Linked DNA regions of Mus musculus: region 1 is linked to region 2. Evidence: chromatin contacts called from public HiChIP or PLAC-seq data. All regions are on one chromosome and are shown on one strand. The core of a region is the stretch at or near the end of the contact, and the rest is flanking DNA. Distances in the headings are between cores, read along the strand shown.

Region 1 (6,443 bases), core at 2,533-5,032, 620 kb before region 2:
CTAGTCTCTCTCCCTCCCTCCCTCCAACTTGTGGATCAAGATGTAAGCACTTAGTGGGTTCCAGCCATCATGCCTTTATTCTGCCACCATAGACTCTAATGCTCTGAAACTGTAAGCCCCAAATTAAATACTTTCTTTGTTAAGTTGCCTTATTCATGTTGTTTTATCACCATAATAGGAAAGTAATCAAGATAGCAGTCCACATAAGAGTTGCCATATCTATATATATCAATGGTATATATTAGTTATAATAATTCTTTTTTCCCTCTCTGGTCAAAATTAGTCTGTGCATTCATTGTAGTAACTCAAAGTCCAACTAAGTGCAGCTCAATTGATGTGAAAGGAACAAGGGGCCACCGTGGTAGGAAGCTTGGAAGGGCAGGGGTACTGCTGACTGTGGCGGACAGCCTAGATCCTGCACATGGAAGGTGTCTGTCCACTTCTTCTTCCCACCTTGTGCCATGAGTTTGCTAAGGTCATCTCATTGTGATCTGAATGAGATGGCCCCTAGGCATGGCATTTGAATGCTTGGTAGTCAGTTCACCAAACTGCACCCCACCCCACCCCCACCCCCCATGGCTCCTAACCCTCTGGAACCACAAGCCCAAGAAATATTCCCTTCTAAGTGGCCTTGGTCATGGTGTTTTATTATGAAAGAACAGTCACTAAGAGATTTGGTGACCCTGAAAATAAACCGGGACTGTTCCTCATTAAGGAGTCACCTGGTGCCCTGGTGCGGTTACAGGCATTGGAGATAAAAGACTGTGGCTGTCTTTGAACTTGTCTGCAGAGTGAAGAAGGGAGGATAAACCACAAATGTTCCTAGTGCTTTCAGAGTGCACTGGAGTAAAAGAGGGGCTAGTGTTATGAGTGCAGGTGAGCAGAGAGCTTAGTCTCCTGTAAGGTTCCCCCGGGGTCTTAGGCTAGCTGACAGTGGTGGATACATGTACAGCTTTTTGCTTTGTCTTGATGGAGTGAGGCTGGCCGTTTTTCACCTTTGCCGCACTCTGAGTCTCTCTCCCTTCCCCACCCTGCTCATCCTGATATCTGAGAAACACAGGGTCATGAATAGTAATGGGCCAGAATGTCCATTCAGGATTGTTAGCATTTGAACGGGCCTGGAAGGGTCCATAGAAACAGCTGGAGCAACATGACAACTCTCAAGCTGCATACATGGTGGGCAGAGAGCTGGCTCACAATGAAAACTAGGGCAGAAACTGTTTGTTCCTGGGTCTGGTCCGCACTAAATGCTTTGTTGGGTTTGGAATTTGATTAGGGAAGCAATGCTAAGACTGGCTTACAGGACCCATGCTGTATCCTGGGATCCGGCTTCAATTGGACCATCGGAGATAGACTAGAACGAGCCCTCAGATCTATATCCAGTGTGGGGTAGAGGACATGTGGTTTAGCTGCCCCACAGTGTGAATTACATTCCTTGTCCCAGAGAGCTCTGTTCTTCAGACCACTGATCAGAAAGAACTGTCTGTCACCCACTGCTGAGTACTGAACCCGGAGCAGACGTCCAGGCCCCGCACTTGACAGCTTGAAACTTATCTCTACCCCTCAATGCCTATGTGAGCCTGTATTCCTTCATTTTGACTTCTTTGTACTCAAATGTCTGGGGAGAATCTGTGGACACTAGTGGGATAAAAGATATTCTGTGGCAGGGAGGGAGGATCTTGATCCATAATACCCATTTTTGTCATAGTCTGGTCAGGTTGCTGTAACAGAATATTGTGGGTTATGTGACTAATGAATAACAGGCATTTATCTCTTATATAGGTAAGAGACTGGGACTTCTAAAGTCGAGGTTCTGACAGGCTTAGTATCTAGTAAGCCTTGCTTCCTGATTCACACACAGCTATTGTTAAAGAAAAATCAAGTCTGTGTTTCCTCCCAGCCCCTGCCCCTGAAAGGATGACTCTGAGACTAAGTGTTTATTATTAAGTGCCTAGGCCATACTCTTTGGCTCAGTCCTTGACTTGCTCATGAGTTATTTAACCCATCCATAGTTATTCTATGTCTACCACTTGGTTAGTTACCTATCCACAGTCCTCACCTGCTTCTTCCTTTGTGCTCCCTCCATGTCTTGCTCCAGTCTTTCCCTTTGTCTCTCTCTCAAATCTTCTTTATTCTAGCTTGAGTTCCAGCTACCTCTGGTTTGTGTCTCCTTGGGGCTCTCTTGAGTCTCTCTCTCTTCTATGCTATTTCCCAGAATCCTCTCATTTCCTGCTAGTGTCCCACCTCCTATTTCCTGCCTTGGCTCATTGGCCATTGGCTTTTTTATTGACAAGTGATGCTTACAAGCTATCCTTTCTCCGAATCTGTCATTGGCTTACAGAAGTGAGTGGCTTTCCTCCCAGGCCTCTTTTTTTTAAAAGGCACTCATCTTATTCCTGAATAACTTAGTCTAAACAGCAAAGGACCCACCTCTAAACACTACCACATCAGAACAGAAATTCCTACAACCTTCTTTTAGGGAAAGACAAATATCCAGTCTACAGCCTAGTGATGGTCCCTCTGGGTCTCTTTGAAGATCAACCTTTGACTGGAGTGGCATTTTGTTCTTTTTGGGGGACTGAGGGTACTTGACACAGGGTTTTTCTGTATAGCCCTGGCTGTCCTGGAACTTGCTTAGTAGGCTAGGTTGGCCTTGAACTCACAGAGATCCATTTGCCTCTGCATCCCAAGTGCTGGGATTAAGAGCATGCACTGTATTCTGTCCTAACAGATCCTAGCAGTTATCAATAGTGCCATAACTAGTGGGCCACCCAGCTGTCAATATCACACTGCAGTTCTCAGTTCTATCACATGTCCTGCTGATCCACGACACGGTGCTTCCAGCACACATGTGATTCACACTGCTGCCCACATCTGCTCAGGTCTGGCACCTTTCTCTCCGGCATCTCTTTCTCTGACCTTTCCTAATTTTCGATCTGTCTCAGGCCTGCCGCATCTGAAGCCCCTGGCCAAATCTGCCTATTGCCACTACTCCAGTTCCTTAAAAATTTTTTTTAGATACTTCAGAAAATTTTCTGTTTCTTTTTTAAAGCAAATTTTGTTACTTTCTATTTATTTTGTTCATGCTCATGTGCACAGTTGCCTGTCTGTACACTGTGGCTTGAGTGTGGGAATATTAATAACTCCAGAAACATAAGATTCTTAGAAACAGTCACTATCTAGCTGCTATCTGTCCATACCACTGCTTGGAAAATAAAGATGTGGGTTTCAGTTGATAGCTGTGTGTGTTTATTCACTGAGGAGATACATACAAGAGCCTTGCTCAGCTCAGACCTTGGCTTTGATACTGGTGAATCTGGCTCATTAGGTACATTTTATTTCATTTTATGCACCATTATGTACAGTCTTTGAGAGACAGCAGTATGTAAAGAGTTATGGTAGAGACGGCGAAATCATCAACTGTGTATTTTGTGTGTTCTTAGTGCTTAAACTATGACAAGGTAAAGAAGCCACTCATTGTGACAGCTTGGAGACAGCTGACCGGCTCTTTGTGCTTGTTAGACCAGTGTCTTCTGTTCTCCCTACAGACACAATTGATCTGTTATGTAGACAAGAGCCATGGGGGCAGGGTGGGGGTGCGGTAGGAGCAGGGAGCCACCTGCATTGCCTAGAACCTGTGGTTAGAAAAGTAAAGAATACAGAAGCCATAAAAGCAGAACTGGCTGGGAGGAATTGGTCAAACTGCACACTTCCCATCTCAGACTCCAGTACAGCTGTCCCCAGCACTAACCAGCAGCCAGACTTTGACCGCCAAGGCCAACCCAAGCTCTATCTTGTTTTGACAAATGTAATTGTTTAAGGGGAGATAAAGGTCCTGTTTGCTTCCTTGTATAAAGCCAGCCTGGAGCATCTTTAATAGACTAAGGTGATCCTGAAGGGGGGCTGTGTACTTTTGTGCGTGGTTAGCTCCCTGGGGACTCAGATGCTCTCAAGGTCCCATGTGCGTAGCCTGAGGGACCTAATGGGGCAAGCTTTGTTCCTGATAGACACAGGTGGAATTTTGGGAGCTGGAGTAAAATGAAAATTGGAGGCCCTTATTTAAAAATATTAGGGATTGTGAGATAGCAGTGTGGCACATTAAATGGAACACCTGGCCTCTATCCCTCGACTGTACAGGCCTTACTCCTGCAGCGCCAGCTGGCCCAGGCTACACAAGAGCTCTCTGTCACCTATGAGCGACTGAATCAGGATGTGTTAAGAAAGGGTACATTTAAAGCCGTATCTTGAAAAACAGGGTTGTTTGTTTGTTTGTTTGTTTGTGAATGGCTTGGACAAGACTCAACTTTGAAATAAACAAGTACGTTATAGCTCCTGGTGTCAGGAAAACCAGGTTTCCTGGGACCGAGGCTGCTGTGTAACACTCAGGCTAAAAAGACAGGTAGAGGGCAGATCCTGTGCTTTGGAAGGCAAATCCCACAGGGGTACAGAGGTCAAGCTGGCTGCCCACTCTGGTGAGGAGACTGTTTAAAAGGCTCTTCTGTGTTTGGTGACATCTTCTCACAGAAGGGTTATGATGGCTCTACCCTGAAATGGCTCCTCACAAAAAAACTTGAGATGACCAATAGAGTCCATAGGCAGCTATTGGTTTGTCCTGAACTGACGTCCTAGGTCCAGCAAACTAAACCGAAGTTCATACTGAAGTCCTGCACAGCTGAGCCACAGCTGCTTTATCTGAGCTTCCAAGAAGACAAAGGCCAAACTCAATAAGGGGATTCGGCCAGCCTGATAAGGGAGTCTCTACCTATCTTACAAATTCTGACACAGGAAGTGACCTTAAAATGACCAATCAGCCTTTTGTTCTGTTTCCCCTTTCCTCTGCCCTTTTCTGTCTTTAAACTCACCCACACACACACAAATACACACACCTCAGCTTGTCAGAATATTCAGTTTATATTTATAAAATGAGAAGTTGCCTAGGATTGCAAATAAACACCAGGAAAGACGTTCAGGTTACATAGGTTGTAATCTTCTCTTTTGACAGCATCTGCTGACCGCGACGGGACTTGAAAGATGTGGCAGGTGATTCCTGAGACCTCCTGAGCACCCCAGGAGAGGCTCTGTGGTCCCCTGTTGATGTGTCCTGTCTTCCTGGCAGAGGGCCCTCCTCCTCCCACTAGCCTCTGCTTGCTTTGCATTGAGAACCAGATCTCTTTCTGACTTTCAAAGCCAGGATTAGTTTGTGTGGTGAGAGAACATAGAGCCTTTCAGAGTCTTTGGGGTTGGGGGATGGGGTGCGGGGGTGGGGGGGGAGGTGAGGGCGCACTGCAGGGCTACGGACTGGCAGCAGCTATGCTAGGGCTAGCGGCAGGTATCACATGAAACCTCAGCTGTCCCACTGGGTCCGACCTTAGAAGCGAAGGGCAATCACTGGATGGGGTTTAGACCAGAGAGGTTTTAGAATTTCGCCGGTGCTCTTCCACCCCGGATTCTTTGTTCCTTTCCCTCGCACACATGCACAACACATCGATAGGATCCCTAACAACAGCTGTGTTGATATTGAAGTTCCCATGCGGTTGTTTTTGTGCTTGGTGAGGCGAACTCATTTTCAGTTTCTTAAACGGGGTTAGTCAGTTGTCACTAAGTGTGTAGGCTGTCTTTTCCCCTCTGATCTGCAACTTAAACAGCACTATCTGTGTGGGTGTGCTGTTGGCTTCTTCAGTGGATTTTTTAAAAAATTTTTTATTAGGTATTTTCTTCATTTACATTTCAAGTGCTATCCTCAAAGTCCCCCATATCCACCCCCTCCCTCCCCCCCCCCCCCCCCCCCCCGCCACTACTCTACCCACCCACTCCCACTTCTTGGCCCTGGCATTTCCCTGTTCTGAGGCATATAAAGTTTGCAAGACCAAGGCACCTCTCTTTCCAATGATGGCCTTCAGCTCCTTGGGTACTTTCTCTAGCTCCTCCATTGGGGGCCCTGTGTTCCATCCAATAGCTGACTGTGAGCATCCACTTCTGTATTTGCCAGGCCCTGGCATAGCCTCACAAGAGACAGCTATATCAGGGTCCTTTCAGCAAAATCTTGCTGGTGTATGTAATGGTGTCAGCATTTGGAGGCTGATTATGGGATGGGTCCCCAGGTATGGCAGCCTCTACATGGTCCATCCTTTTGTCTCAGCTCCAAACTTTGTCTCTGTAACTCCTTCCATGGGTGTTTTGTTCCCAATTCTAAGAAGGGGCAAAGTGTCCACACTTTGGTCTTCGTTCTTCTTGAGTTTCATGTGTTTTGCAAATTGTATCTTGTATCTTGAGTATTCTAAGTTTCTCTTTAGTGTACTTTTTACTTAGGGTATTTTTAATATGTGCCAATGTCCTGTTGTTGTAGTTACTGTTATTCATATGTCTTTTTATCTATTGTAATGAGTACATTTCAGTGGTTTAACAAATTACATTTTTTTTTAATGTTGGGGAGGGCTGTGTTT
Region 2 (6,077 bases), core at 590-3,089:
CCTCTGAATTTCAAATAAGTTGGCTTTCAGAATTTGTGTTTTTTCTACATTTTACATTCATGCCTTCCTATAAAGTCAGAGTTGAAAAGTAGGCTGAGATAGCCCCTAACAAGAGATGAAACCTGGTGAGCAGCACTGCATCAAACCCTGCAGGGGAGTGTAAACAAACCACCCTCCAAACCAGTAATGCACCTTTAGCTGAGACTCAAGCTGTAAGTGTCTCAGCGACCAGCAGATGGCAGAAGAAAGGACTCATACATTTATCACTTTAAATTAGGCTCAATGGCCAAGCAACAGGGAGGAAACTTGGTCCTCTGTATCCGTAAGAATTTCTAACAGATGTCAGCATTTCAGTTAAATTAGAAACACCAAAGCCATCCCCTCCTACTGAGTCCTGTGAACGTGTAAGAAATGTAAAAGAGCTTATGGCTTGATTTCAAGGGCACTGTTACTTTAAACACTCCTCGGTCGGCGTTACAGTCACATCCACAGAGTTATCCAGGAAACTCATTACAAAGCTCATCTTGGGATGACAGCAAGGGTGTGGAAGAATTGGTACTAAAGTAACTTCAAAGAAAGGTGAATGGACATCTGTCTTTAACAAGCTGGTACACTTTGCAATTGGATGCAACAATACCCAGAATTTTACTCTAAACCAGCAACACTGTGAGGGTGGCCCACGAGACACAATGTTTGTCCAGCTGGCACTGACATGCTTGTGTTTCATGGCTGACGCAACATCCACTCTACTTGCCTGCATCACGCGCCGACCGTGGAGTCTGTTAGTCCTCTACTTACCTCCTCACGGCCAGCCATTAGCTACTTCTGTGAAATACATTGTGGCAAAGTGTCACAGAAGTGATCTGCGTCCTTTACTTTGGGAGTAAGTTGGCTCACAGAGCATGGCTGTGCTCTCTATGGCCACCATTAGCAGGCTAACTACTGAAGTGTTGCTGGCCAAACTCAAGGGATATTTAATTTTAGTTAAATTGTATTAATTTGAACTTGCATGGCTACATATGTGATTAATTCATAGATCTAATGTCCAACTTGTACACTGAGTGCAGACAAGTCCTAAGATGCTTAAAACCCAGAAAGACTGGGAGCAAAGGGCGTCTCGTGAGTTCTAGCCAGATGCCTTTTATGTGAATTGGCACAATAACTTCACCCTATTCTCACTGGTTGCTGGTGTCATTGCTGTTTTATCCTCACCTGTGACATTCATGTATTCTGTCATAACATCTGCTTGTATATGAAGGATGTGAAATATAGATTATTTCAGAATAGTTTATAATGACCAGGCTGAGATAAACCCAAATATGACTTAAATTGTGGGCAAATATAATCGCTAGCCTACACAGATTTTCACAATTAAACATACCTTATTTTGAAAAACAATCTAAAGTTTACTTCTGTTTGGTGACATTTTACAGATTAACCTCTTTGTTATTTGTAACTTTTAGATGAAGGTGGAACCCCATTCTCTTTTGCAGAATTCGGGGAGCAGATTCCATTGAGGTTGTTCCTTGCATTCCCACAAAAACACAAAAGATGCAGAGACACAGATAGTTCTGTGAATGGAGCGCAGTAGAACGAAGCCCGGCGAGGTCAATGAATAGTAGTGTAGAACTTGACTAACACATGTATTTATCTAAATGAAGACAGACCACAAGCAGCCAGGTCAACTCTCCTCACTCAGCAAACACCCAGTGGGTAGTCTTCCTTTTAGTGGCTCTGAGGCGCAAGTGAAAAAAACCACCACACTCTATACTGACCCACATAACGGGCAGGCAGTGAGACAGGAATGAATCAGCGATAGGCCCTGACAAGGCTTTCAGTCCCGAGACTGAAAATCACAACCATTACACAATCGGACCTCTTGAGCAATCATTAACACACATTTACTGTTACCCATGCGAGCCAATGAACAGACAAAATGAAGTCTCTAAGTGAACACTCTTGCTGGGAACAAAAGGCCACACGACATAACTGGGCCAGGCCTCCCTCATCATGCCGGCTCTCCTGCACAAACGACAGTGCAAAAGGAAGGTGGCTCAGGAGAAATTCCAAATGAGTGATGAAGGCGGTAACGGTGCAGACCCACAGGAAGCAAACCCCACAGAAGCACATGGAAGAGAGGACAGGAGGAGCGGCTAGGCCTCAGACGTGACTGAGGTGCAGGGGGTAAGGAACACAGAGTCTAGAAGAATTTAGGAAGGTGTGGGCTCAGAAGGAGACAGAGGGGATGGCGTACTTTGGGTCTCTTAAGTGGATAGCCACTTTGACCTTAGAGGCCATCTTCTTCTTTAACGTCTATTCAACCAGATGTGCATAAAGAGCCACACATGGAGCTAATCACACTCAGGATTTACTCGAAACCCCTATTCATGGTTACTTTAACTTACTTGGCCTTTTGTATTTCATAGCAATCAATTTTAGGTGCCCCAAACAAGTACTAAAAATTATTGCCAAAATAATATAAAAAGCGAAGTGGTAAGGAGGAACAGTGTTTGTGTGTGCACGCACACATCAAGTACTAGGAACAATAGAGAACCGAGAACCAGTTTGATCAAAACTGTCCCTAGGTCGCAGTTTCCCTCCACTAGTGAAGACAGGTGTGGCCCATGGCTTATTAGTAAGGCATTTCTATTCACTGTGAAGCTTGTTTGTAAAAATACCCACAATTAAAAATTAATCAACCATCTTAATTATACAAATAAAAATGAAAACCTTAAGAAATCTGAAATTACTTAAAAGTTTGGAACTCTGTGACACTTCCCCCATCCCTCAAAGTGCCGCAAGCCTTTGAGTTCTTTTTGAGATGAGCCTTGGTAAGCAATATAGCAGCACTCATGTGATGGTAACACGTAAGCACAAGGAAGCTGTGCGCCACGAGAAGACCTGAAGAATATTACTTTCCAGTCATTCCTAACAATCGGGTTCGTTTTATATGATTTTCCCAGGTACTAGTCATCATATTCAGACGCAAAAATTTCTTATCTCTGGGTGTCCACACAGTTGAGACCTTGGCCAGTGACACTGAATGTCATCTGAACTAATATGAAGCTTACAGGTTTTAGTTTGGCCTACACTAAGGGAATAATACAATAAGTGAATACTTGAAAACAAAAAAATGAAATAAAGTAACAAAGAAAGAAAAAGAAAAGAAAAACCAGATGTATGTGGGTCAGCCACTGCTGTGGACCCGGAGGGGGCTATGTCCTCGCAGAGACAGTACAAACGAGCTACCTACAAGTCTACAAGTGAGGCAGCCGTCTTCACTCTTTTCAGCAATTCTAACAGGAAGGCTGCTGATTGTGACTGGCGCTGAACACTGACATTTCCTAAATAGTGAGGCACAGTTTCAAGCCGAGGCACATTGGCTAAGCTCCAGAAGACATTTGTTTTTAAAGACACAAGTCTTCAAAAACTTTTACAAGTCCTATAGATCTGCAAAAATAAAAAGCATCTAAAACACTCTGCAGATCTGGACAGTTTATTAGGAAAAGGTTCTTATAAATGAAATTTAGGGCTATAAACGTAATGTGGCTGGACTGGTTCCACACATTGCAGAAGGCAAGCGACCGGCCAGTGGGTGGTGCACCAGAGATGCTGGCTCACTAATCCTCCCTCCTTTTACTGCAGTTATAAATACAGTGGGTCCTAGAGATAAGATCACAAGTTTATTAACTATGCAGTGAATATTCTGCATGCATGCTGGGAATTAAATACAAAACCAAAGATTCAGAAGACGACGGTCTTGTGTTAAATATTATAAATACTGAATTAATTGTGCTCAGAATTATAATACTTAGTAATTTCTAACATGAAATATAAAAACACATTAAGCTTTTAACATATAAACTTATAGCATATATGTATTAGGTATAAATTTATATTTTCTTTTTCATTGTGATGCACAATCTTAGTGCGTTTACCGCCCTGAATAGAGTTGATGGGGTAGTCACCTCACCTTATTAGCGTAACCATAGCCCGTAAGTACACTGACTGGCAGGTCACACAAATACACCAGCTTTGAATGTGATTGTGAAGGTGCAGAGCAGGAAAGAGTCAGGTGAGCGTAGCCCGGCACATGCTTGCAGGTCCCCACCCACCTCAATGGCACCTACTCTACACCTCAGACCCCTGACAATGAACTCAGGCTGCTCCAGTGTGGCTCCTCATGTACATATATGAGATGAAAAGGCTTTCCACAGCTATCCTGACCCAAAGTAGCACTCCTTCCTTCCTTGCTCCTGCGAGGTCTCTGTATAATCCAGGCCTTCAGAACCCAGCCCAGGGTCCAGCCATCTAGAAAGACTTCCCTTTGCTCTGCGCCTGTGCACTCTGCCCTCCCCATGCATCTCTAACAGCAGGCATCTAGCATGGACTGCAGCCCACTCCAGGACAACGCGTCTGTTCACAGGCCTTTGCCAGGCGTGGGCTCCCGGGAAGAAGCTGGGTTTTAGTTCAGTAGTGAAGACACCAAGTAGGAACGAGGGATCAATAAGTCTGCAAAGCAGAGCCATCAGCCGTGTAGCAGGGCAGCTAGCAGTCAGCGGTTACATCTAGTCAGTTCCCAAAATGGGTGTTGGCAATGAGGCAGGATGTCAGAAAACCCTGCACCAGGGCAAAGGTTGAAGCCAATCACCACTACACAAAACTCTGAGTTCTGTAGCTTCTTATACCCAAAGTTTAATCTTAATCACAGCCTAAATGATTAAACTTAAACAGGTGTTTTTGCTAACCACTGGTGTCTGGTTAGAGCAGCAAAGTCCTGCATGATAAACCACACCAGGCCACACACCTTGAGTCCAAAGGCCGATTCATCCTCTGAGGCCCAGACGTCAACCCGCAGTGGTAGTGAAAGAAATGATTTAGGTACGATCAAGACCCCCTCTGAGGACAGCCCTGAGCCAGGTGAGCCAGCCCCTGGGAGGAGGTCAAGAGGGGCTCGGTGAGTTCTCTCGGGGCTAGTGCTCTGCACTGAGAGGACCCACCCGCCTCAATGTGTGTGGGTGCCAATCCTCAGCAGGGCCATCCTGCTCACATGCCACGATGCTGCACAGGCTCTTTAACTTGTTACTGAGAGACAGGATAGCAAGGGGGAAAGTTGTACTCAGAAAACCAACCATCATGCTGGCCACCCTGCTGATGCTAGTAGCTTCTTGTCCTTGCTCACAGCAGAGTGGGCAGAGCCAGGCTCTGGAATGCTACAGAGCAAGAGGTCTTGAGAACAGTGCTCTGGGAGAGGCAGGCAGAGTCTAGGCAGCAAGTTGTAAAAAGATGGCAGAACTTCAAAACTGGCTGTCAGTCTTGTGCAAGAGACGACAGAGCTCATTAACATGAATTTAAAAGCTGCATGGAATGAGATGTGTATTGATAATTACTGTTTTTTTAAAAAACGTAATTATTCAGTCTGGTGTATAAAGCTCTTAAGTTTGGCTACTAAAAAGAGCCAATATGAAGGAAAAGAACAAGGAAAGGAAGAGAAAGTCTGGGTGCTCAGCATCTGGGAGGTGGGGCCGTGGGGCTGAAATCAGGATGAGCCTGTGACTGGCCTGGAACACAAGTGTACATAGGCCATGCCAATGACAACAGTGCTGCCAATGACAACAGTACCAAGGAAGACTGACTGCAGCATGAAAATGAAAGGGTTAAAGAGGAGCCACCTAGGAAGGTCAGAGCCTGGCCAACCCCACCCCACCCCGCCCCGCCCCACCAGAAAGATGGTAGACTGGGTGCTGGGCTGACAAGATGAGCAGCTACTTTGTGATGGAAACCATATGTTGCTGATATCAAATATGATTTTGGGCTAAAGACTGAGATGTTGGCTCAACTAGAGTGGAAAATCATGGGAAGATCCACTAACACCATTTCTGTTTACACTCCAATTTCCAACGCTAACTGTTAGATTTAGAAACAAGCCATAGCATAGATTTTAGCTTAGGTTCCCCCTCCCACACACGCACAAGAGCTTCATCTTTGATTTCCTGAGCCCTGCCTTGTACAACACCAAGCTGCTGACCGCAAATATTTTTAAGATTGCAATTCCAAATGAACACCGAAGACTTCAG

The links. HiChIP or PLAC-seq counts read pairs in DNA pulled down with a chosen protein or histone mark.
Region 1: an H3K27ac HiChIP or PLAC-seq map of microglia shows a contact between it and region 2, with 7 times the contacts expected there. The contact joins two enhancer-like sites.

The regions. Positions count from the first base shown.
Region 1 is chr17:5,827,365-5,833,807 of GRCm38.p6, reverse strand. No RefSeq gene overlaps it. Among named protein-coding and RNA genes, the nearest start is that of Snx9, 11 kb to the left of the region's middle. Within about 2 kb of position 3,782, at least 78 of the 459 cell types and tissues checked have an H3K27ac peak or open chromatin away from gene starts, as enhancers often do. A contact at or near this core is called in microglia, where this site is marked.
Region 2 is chr17:5,202,738-5,208,814 of GRCm38.p6, reverse strand. The region is part of intron 4 of Arid1b (AT rich interactive domain 1B (SWI-like)); the gene reads right to left. All of the region lies in intron 2 of Gm34854 (a long non-coding RNA gene), which reads left to right. Among named protein-coding and RNA genes, the nearest start is that of Gm34854, 19 kb to the left of the region's middle. Within about 2 kb of position 1,839, at least 90 of the 459 cell types and tissues checked have an H3K27ac peak or open chromatin away from gene starts, as enhancers often do. A contact at or near this core is called in microglia, where this site is marked.